Regions from separate parts of the Ovis aries genome. Here region 2 is linked to region 1. Evidence: chromatin contacts called from public Hi-C data. All regions are on one chromosome and are shown on one strand. The core of a region is the stretch at or near the end of the contact, and the rest is flanking DNA. Distances in the headings are between cores, read along the strand shown.

What was found. Hi-C and Micro-C count contacts between places; a contact is called where the count stands out from the background.
Region 2: a contact with region 1 is called in a Hi-C map of tail adipose tissue, with 2.6 times the contacts expected there. The contact joins the enhancer-like site here to the promoter of MAOA in region 1. A contact is called at or near these places in 2 of 16 Hi-C or Micro-C datasets (hypothalamus and tail adipose tissue).

The regions. Positions count from the first base shown.
Region 1 is chrX:42,772,459-42,777,181 of ARS-UI_Ramb_v3.0, reverse strand. It overlaps MAOA (monoamine oxidase A), which reads right to left and starts at 2,462. Exons shown (of 15, transcript XM_004022016.4): 1 at 2,351-2,462. The coding sequence starts at 2,423.
Region 2 is chrX:42,839,072-42,843,707 of ARS-UI_Ramb_v3.0, reverse strand. The region is part of intron 9 of MAOA (monoamine oxidase A); the gene reads right to left. Among named protein-coding and RNA genes, the nearest start is that of MAOA, 67 kb to the right of the region's middle. Within about 2 kb of position 2,802, at least 5 of the 54 cell types and tissues checked have an H3K27ac peak or open chromatin away from gene starts, as enhancers often do. A contact at or near this core is called in tail adipose tissue, where this site is marked.

The DNA of each region.
Region 1 (4,723 bases), core at 1,213-3,712:
AAAACTGACATGGGGACTGTTAAGTAACTCATGGGATACTCCTAAGAACATACAAAGATGATGTATTTCAGAGCTCAAGAACCACTGCAAAGTAACGCCTCTCACGTGCTTGGGAAACACCCCGTCTGTGTGCAGGGTTTATCCTGAGCTAGACTTACATCTACTTTCATTTTAGTTGTGAAGCATCTGGCAAGACACCACAGCCAGAAAGCAATGTTTCCGGTCAATTTTGGTGTTAAAATAAAATCTGACTGATAAGAGATGATATTAAAGGAATCCCAGTGCCTTTTCCACTGTCACTGATGAAGTGGAAGTTGGGTTCTGGAATAAGAGTGTGAACTACCCATGCAAGAAATACTCTCTTCTTCCTGCATGTGGAAATGAACAAAGTAATAATTCTTAGTGACCATGGAAAGATCCAGATTTTGAGGAACCTAAAGCTTACATAATTTGGTTGCCTCTTCAAGAAAAAAAAGAATGCAAAATTACAAATACAAGATTCAGTATGAAATTGGTTATTTTTTTAGGATGAGAACCATAAGGGACCTGCAGTTCTAAGGCTGTAGAATCTTACATCAGCTACATGGTGAATCCAATTCTGTTCATGACCAATGACTTCGAGTAAAGTATGGAAAGGGAGAAGAGCCGGTCATCAGGCAGAGAAAAAGTAAAAGACAAAATGCTCCTTAAGGGATACTAGAACAAGAAGACAGGCATAAAATCACAGTAAGAACCCTAAACTGTGAAATATGAATGATATGGAGATGGGGAACGGAGACGGAACTCCTAGTCAATTTACACAACACATTATCGTCATCTTTATTTTCCAGTGATGAACAATCACATTGCTTATCTAGGAGGCTTGCATACAAGAATCAGGCTTTTAGAAACACCAGTCCACTTCATTGCAGGCACTCAACAAGTGTTTGTTGAATGAATAAACAAGCTAATAAATGAATGAAGGGGAACAAGAGAAATACTTTTTCATACTCTCAACCAAGATCTGCTTTCCTAATGGTCTGACATACATGTATGTGTGTTTTTGCTGGCCCTTACTGGAGTTGTTAGAGCAATAGCTCAAGTCAGTCTCTTCCCTGGTGGTTAAGAATGTCACCTGAAACAGGCCAAGTCAAAAGCTATCTCCAAGCAAAATTCATCTGTAAGCATGTTCAGAGTCTCCTCAAAAGGATTATACATAAAAATGGCTACTTGGAGGCACCCTACTAACTCCCTCCCACCTCATTTCTCCCTCCTTCTAAATTAGATCCTGCAGGTATATTTCAGAAATGATTAACATCTTCTTAGGTCGTGGACAGACTAGTGTGGGGCTCTATCTAGATGTGAAACACAATTCTTAAATTTCAAACATTTTACCAATTATGACATCATAAGTGACAATTTGATGTGTCAGTCATGATGAGGTTTCCAGGAAGATCCGAGGAAACTTCCTACACCACTCAGTTGGTCAGCTACAAACCCAAACCGAGACTAGAGGAACATAGGCTTGCCAGCTGCCTCATAACAGGGCAAGATTCAGGCGGTGGAGAAAGACACAAACAGGGCAGTCCCTCATCTGCCCGCAGCCCCTGCTTCACAGAGGGATTCCCTTTGAGCAATAAACGCCCTACACTTTCTACGGAGTTCTAAAAAAAAAAAAAAGAGGGGGGTGGAGTCGGTTAAAACTAAGAGCCCACCTTTCTCCGCCTGCCCCCACCTTAAAAAAAAAGAAAGAAATCTATTCCTAAAAGATTCTTCCTCCTTCCTCTCCAGTTACCAGATTTTCTAAGGAAAAGAGCCTGGAGAATAGCAGGACTGGAACAACACTATTACTACCTCGATACTACAAAAATCCATAAACTGATGTTCTGTTTGGGGCAAAGGGCGTGAAATCAATTAGGCAGAACAACCACCGCCGGAATTAGGAGTAAGGGTCTCACGTGAGAGAAAACCATTGTCACTTTCCCAGCTGGGTGAGGTGACTTCGCCGAGTTACCTCCGTTTCTAGGTTTTGTAAAATAGGGAAGAATAGAGTACCCACCTCACAGGACCGCTGAGGACTGAGAAAATACACGTAAACTGCTAAATGCAACTGCACGGCAAGAGCTAATTAAATATTAGTATTTCGTAGTAGTAGTAAAAATTATTGTGCCTGCCTCCCCCAGGTCACACCACCGGCTCAATCCCATTCCCTCCTCACAGGATCGGGGGCCCGGCAGCTGCAGCAATCTCGCATGCACAAGGGAGACACCCCCCCCCTCAACCTCCGCCCCCAAACGCCACTTTCAGACTGCAAGTCCCCCACACTGGGCCGGCCAGGGTCCCTCAGGCTAGTGCTACGGTCCACACTGACCTGAGATGCCGCCTCCTATCACAACTACGTCGAACATCTGGCCCGCGTCACTCGTCTTCTGCAGACTCTCCATGCTCTGGTTGCGGCTCTCCCGGGGCGTGGGTACAGGAGTGGGTCTGGCCGAGGGCGGAGCGGACTTTTCTACCGAGTCTCGGGGGGAGCCCGAGGGCGGAGCCGATTCCTCCACCGATTCCTGGGCGGAGCCGGGAGCCGAGGGCGGAGCGACCCATGGTACTGGTACCCCGGGGGAATTCGGGGGTTGAGCCGATCCTTCTACTAATCTTTCGGGGTAACTTTGCTCTGAGAGCTGAGTGGACTCTTGTGTGGACACTTGAGAGTTCACGGGAGTAAGAGGTTCTGGTATCGAACTCCGAGGGGTGCTAAGATCTGAGGGCGGAGGGGACCCTCGAATCGAGACTCGGGAGGAGTCCGAAATCGCTACAGATCCTCGCGCCAAACTCTCAGGAAACCTGACCACCGAGGGCGGGGCAGACCCTTGTAGCGACTCTTGGGACAAGGCTGAGAGTGGGGCAGATCTTTTTGCAGATAACTGCTGGAAGTTGGGCATGGAGACACGGCTGGACTCTTGTCCTGAGAGTCGGGGGGAGTTACTGGGTGTAGGTGGTCCTTGCACCGAACCCAAGGGGGAGCCGGATATCGAGGGCGAGGTTAATCCAAGTAGTGACACTGGGGGAGTGTTATTGGGTGGTGGAGGTGCTGGTGCCGATATTTTGATAAAGGAGGGCTTCACGGGTGAGATGGACCCCTGCACCGACCCTCTGAAGGTGTTAGTTGGTCTAGGAGTTTCTCCTATTGATATCCGGGTGGAGCCCGGTGCTGAGTGCAAGGTGGCATGTAGGGGCAATCGGGGAGACCTTGAGGGCGGGACAGATTCTTGTACGGATACCCGGGGGTTGCTGGGGCCCGGGTTAGAGGCCAAGGCTGCCTCGTCTGTGGTGGTCGGGCGGAGGGCAGACATATGGACCCTGTCGTTCAGGCCGCGGGTGCCAAAGCCCCAGGTGCCAACCCTGAGACCTGTTGTCAGTTCTTAAGCCAAAACCCGGGATGAGTTGGGAGGGCGTGCTGCAGCCTCGGGTGTTATCTGGCGTCCGCCGCTGTGGACTTGTTCGACGGGCAGCTGGAATGCTGGTGGAAGATCAACCACTCTGAACTGGTGTTCCAGGACGAGGAGGTCGAGGCTACGCCCGCAATGTTGGCGGCCTCCAGTATCTGGGCCGGGAGGTTTCCGACTCCCGGCGAGCGTTTTAACTCGTGTCTATTCCCGCCGCGGCGGCCGCTGCTGAAGGGGGCAGCCGAGTTGGGTGAGCTCGTTGATCCGGAGCGCGGGGCGGAGGAGAGGGAGCGGGGCTGGGGGCGATGTTCTACTCTCCTTCGCTCCTTACTCAGAGGCGCGCGCCTCCCCCGCCCAAGCTGGCCGAGATCGGCACTCTTAGAGCCGATAGCGGGAGCCAGGCCCGCTATAGGGCTGAAACACTAGGCGCTGGAGAGGCCTGGCTCCGCCTTACCCGCCTGTACGCGCCGCGGTGGGAGCCCTCCTGCCGTTGGTGCCCTGCTGCCGTTGGTGCCTGGGGGACGCCACCCAAGTAGGGGGTGTGGCCTGAAGAGAGTATGGGCGTGGCCACGTGGAGATTCAACCTGGTGCTTTTATTATTAACGATTTAACTAAAAGGGGAAGACTGGGCGGGGGTAGTGGGGTGGTCTTAGGGAAGGAAGCAGACCTGAAAGGCTGGTCGCAGGGCTGCCCCCCCCTCAACACCCCGCCACCTGGTTTGGCTCTTTTGTGACATCACAGGGAGGTCTGCGCAGTCGCGGTCCCTCCCTCGAGGCGGGGCGGGGCGCAGTGGGAGGTGTCCCTCGGAGAAGATTTGGCAGTTATTGGTAGTCTATAGGGTTTTTCAAGCTGAAGTTCTTAAACAAACTGAAGCAAGTAGGCAAAAAAGTTAAGAACTCAATATCACAGATTAAGTGGGACATACAGTTTAAAAGCGAAGGTCAATGAATGGCTAAAGTGCAGAAAAAACTTAAGAAAAGAAAGCTTGTTTCCCTTTCAACTGGAAAGTGGGTATATTTTATTGTGCAATCAGTCTCTTGTTTTGCTAGTTTTATCCCTTAAATTTCCACCTTATCCTCCTAGAGCTGGATTTGTTATCACTAGAGCCCTCAAAAAGATGTAATTTTGACATCAATTCAGAGTAAATGTTGAGAACTCTAAGAAATTAATGAAAATCTATTGGCACTTCAAACATTTCTCTTGCATGCCCGCCTGCCCCGATACCTCCATTCGTATCAAATAGCATCTTCTTGAAGAAACTAAGATACAAATTTAATTTTTTTCTTTATCCAGTTTTAATA
Region 2 (4,636 bases), core at 1,553-4,052, 66 kb before region 1:
TTGTATCTTTGAAAGTTCACAACTTGAAGGTATGTACGTAGGGGACTTACTGTACTCAGCACTAATACACTCTCCCATTATTTCCATATCCTAGAGCAAATGCCAAGCTGTCCTCATCCGCTTCTGGGTCCAAAACCCCTGCCAGGGGTGGGCTCCTAAACAATAGATCACTACCTACTCAATATTTTATAGCCAAAGTTCAGTACAGTTCTTGGCATACAGTAGGAAATTGACTATGTAGATGAATTAATGTTGCGTTAAATGATGAGCCTGGTAATGACTGTTGCCATCTGTCAAGTTACTTGATAAAAGCTGGAAAAACAAATATCAAAAAGTGCTTGTTGGGAATTCCCTGGTGGTCCAGAAGTTAGGACTCCGAGCTTCCACTGCAGGGGCCATGGGTTCAATCCTCTGTCAGGGATTTAAGATCCCACATGCCAAAGGCATGGCCAAAATAATAACAATAATAATAATAATAATAATAAAGTGGCTGAAGTGGATGCCATGGTGGGCCACCCAGATTCCTCTTCAGGACCAAACACTCATTACCCTCAGCTCACAGCCAAACCCCTCCCTAGCAATTACACTCTGCAGCAGAGAACTGCCTGGTGAAAGGTCCCATTCCTTCTCAGAATGAATGCCAGAGTGCAATGGGTACCAAAGCCTACTGCACAGTGCAGACACCCAGTGCAGACACTTCTGAAAGGCAATCCTTACTTTGAGGCCTCTGTTGGGACAACACTGGAGCCCAACCGTTTCCTCTGGCCAATCCTGATTCCTTCCCTCCCCAACAGGCAGTATGTGTCTGTGTGCTCAGTCACTTCAGTCATGTCCAACTCTACGCAACCCTATGAACTGGTAGCCTGTCAGGCTCCTCTGTCCATGGGATTCTCCAGGCAAGAATACTGGAGTGGGTTGACATTCCCTTCTCCAAGGGATCTTCCCAATCCAGGGATAGAACCTGCATCTCTTGCATCTCCTGCATTGACAGGCTGGTTCATTACCACTAGCGCCAGCTGGGAAGCCCAGGCAGCACTCCACAGAGCAATTCCTGATGAACCTCCTAAACCCAAATCTCCACCTCCAAGTTGACTTCCTGGGAAACCAGTCCAGCACAGTCCTCAAATTCAGTGACTCTGTAAAACTCAGTTATGATCCGTCTGCTTCCCTTTGATCAAATAGATTCTACTTATTCAGTTCAGTTCAGTTCAGTCACTCCGTTGTGTCAGACTCTTTGCGACCCCATGAATTGCAGCACGCCAGGCCTCGCTGTCCATCACCAACTCCTGGAGTTCACTCAGACTCATGTCCATCGAGTCAGTGATGCCATCCAGCCACCTCATCCTCTGTTGTCTCCTTCTCCTCCTGCCCCCAATCCCTCCCAGCATCAAAGTCTTTTCCAATGAGTCAACTCTTCGCATGAGGTGGCCAAAGTACTGGAGTTTCAGCTTTAGCATCATTCCTGCCAAAGAAATCCCAGGGTTTATCTCCTTCAGAATGGACTGGTTGGATCTCCTTGCAGTCCAGGGGACTCTCAGGAGTCTTCCCCAACACCACAGTTCAAAAACATCAATTCTTCGGCGCTCAGCTTTCTTCACAGTCCAACTCTCACATCCATACATGACCACTAGAAAAACCATAGCCTTGACTAGATGGACCTTTGTTGGCAAAGTAATGTCTCTGCTTTTCAATATGCTATCTAGGTTGGTCATAACTTTCCTTCCAAGGAGTAAGCATCTTTTAATTTCATGGTTGCAGTCACCATCTGCAGTGATTCTACTTATTATGCTATTATTAATTGCATGTATATTTTAAAGAATGGAATTGTAACAAGAAATCCTTAGCTATACTATGATTACAAAGCTTGCCAAAAAATCCAAATGAGCTAAAGAACAATGGAGTGATTTCTCCATTTAAGAAAAGTTTTAAAATTGTATTTTTTTGTTGTTGTCTAGACAAAGACAAGTAGATCAAGATTGAAAATGCAAGGGATGAAGACAGAAATTTTGTCCTCTCCCTCAATTCCATCTCCCCCAATTAAACTGTTCCTCAATTTGACTGACCATTCCTTTAGAGTTGTTATTTGAGATCTTTCTGGGAAGCAAAGATATAAAATGCATTTGTGTTCACCCAGAGAACAGTATTTCAGAGGAAGCTGTGGAATGTTTAAGAAATTTGAACCACTGAACTCTGGGAGATATAGTCATGGTTTTGCTTGATTTATGTTGTGGCTTGCTTGTAAGGTGCTAGGTGCTAAGTCACTTCAGTCATGTCTGACTCTTTGTGACCCTGTGGACCGTAGCCCACCTGGCTCCTCTGGCAAGAACATGAGTGGGTTGCATACCCTCCTCCAGGGGATCTCCCCAACCCAGGGATCAAACCCACATCTCTTACATCTCTTGCACTGGCAGGCAGGTTCTTTACCACTGCACCACCTGGGAAGCCATAGTAATAATGATTTTAGTTAAATTTTAGGTTTATGCAACAATCGTATGTGGTATTTCAGTGAAAATCACCAATAGCTGATAGAAGACTAAATGATCTATCTGAAAGCCTTTTAGATCCTGGGTGCTTTTCACAGTTCCTTTTCTAAAGGGCAGTGAGTGTTGGCTCTGTCTGTTAAATCTCAAGTCCTGAATGAAATAACCTCTTTGATCTAACTGTAAGAATGGACAATTATCATCCAACTTTCTTTGGTGTTTTATTGGGGAAATTATACACCCTGGCTTTGGGGTGGGAACATTTCACAGCTCTAAAGTACAAGGTCCTTTCTAGTTTCCAAAGGCAAGTAGTTATCACACACAGTGCTGGGCAATTACAGCATCCCTATCTTCAAGGCTTTCATTGCCTAGAGCAGAGAGCAGGGTGGAGGCAATATAGCTTCAATGCAAGAACAGGGTGGAAGCAATTGTCCAGATAAAACAGATTAGAATATCAGTGTCTAAGTGTAAGTATTAGTTGCTCAGTTGTGCCCGACTCTTTGGGACCCCATGGACTGCAGGAGCTGCATAAATAAACCCATTACCATCTAGAAGGCTTCTGCAATCCGTATCCTTGTTGCTGTGCTGTGCTTAGTCACTCAGTCGTGTCCAACTCCTTGTGACCCATGGACTGTAGCCTGCCAGGCTTCACTGTCTTTGGGGATTCTCCAGGCAAGAATACTGGAGTGGGTTGCCATGCCCTCTTCCAGGGGATCTTCCCTACCCAGGGATCGAACCCAGGTCTCCCATATTGCAAGCAGAGACTTTTTACCATCTGAGCCACCAGGGAAGCCCATATCCTTGTTAATAAAGCTAAAGAAAGCCCAGAACAGCGGATGCCACAGTATTTCATTCCCAGGGCAAGAAAAACATCAATATTCTTTCATCTACAGTCAGATAGGTCTTGACCAGTAGTCTTCAGAAACCTCTGTCTCAACTTCTTGCTTTTCTTTGGCACATAAAAAGCGATGGCAAACTCCCCAAACAATCTATGTATTTTCTTGCCCAGTGGGGTCAGAGATGAATAGGGTACAATGTTCCTATAATCTTTACATTGTGAGCACCTGCCCTTGCCAGGGAGGCTGGTGCTCCTTCTTAACATCTTACAGAGAGAGAAGCGGTTACAAAATGTTTTGCTGGCAGTCCAGTAGCAGAGTCTGCTTTCTAAGTCCCTAGGGTCATGGGTGTGTGTCTTTTGATTTTGTAATTTCCCTTCAATGACACAATGCACATAAGCTTAACTTTCCTGGGGCACAGGGGAAAGCCAATGGTCTCCAAAAGTCACTTGACTGCTAGAGAAGTTGCGCTCTTTTGTTGCAACGTGCTAGAATACATAGCCCTTTTGTTGGTATTGCTTTGAAGCGGACTAAAATGTATGAAAACTGGGAGGCTATGGCACTCCTTGGAAATTTCTTTGTGGGAGCTCCGATTCCCTCTCGGGGCCCCTAGTCTCCAGAGGGCAGAGCAGCTGTGTGAGGCAGGAGAGGAAAACAGAGTTCCTCTTTCAGACACAGAACCTTGCCCTGGCACCATTCCTCATGGAGGACAGCCATGGCGTGACTTACTGGAAAAAGTGCCCTACATTCAAGGCCTGGCTGGCTCTCCTTCAAACTGCACTTCATTGGTCATTCATCTTATCTCCCAGGGTAACAGTGAACAGATTTTTCTTTTCTTTTCTTTTGGCCATGCCACATGGCTTGTGGGATCTTAGTTTCCTGACCAGAGATTGGATTGGGGCCCTTGGCATTGAGAGCTTGGAGTCCTAACCACTGGACACCAGGGAATTCCAACAATTAAATTATTAACCTTTGCTATGTAGTGCTGTCTAGTATGGAGAGAGGACTAGAGCCCAGAAAACATAACTTTGGAAGGTTTTACAAGACAAAATAGTTCTCATTCCGGAATGGCTATAAACATTCTGCAGGCAAAGTGGTCTACCATGCCATCTGTCTAGCTGTATTTTTCACTCTTGTCCTCCACGTGTAAGTTTCATGGGGGAAAGAAATCGATGGACACAAGTTCAAAGTGGCATTCACTTTAGTAAAGTTTCCCAGTGTTCTCGTGCCACATACTCTACAACTCTAATATTACCATACATGAAAACATGATATGTTGTCTACAGGGTTACTTACTGTTGCTTGAGCTTGAGTCCGAAA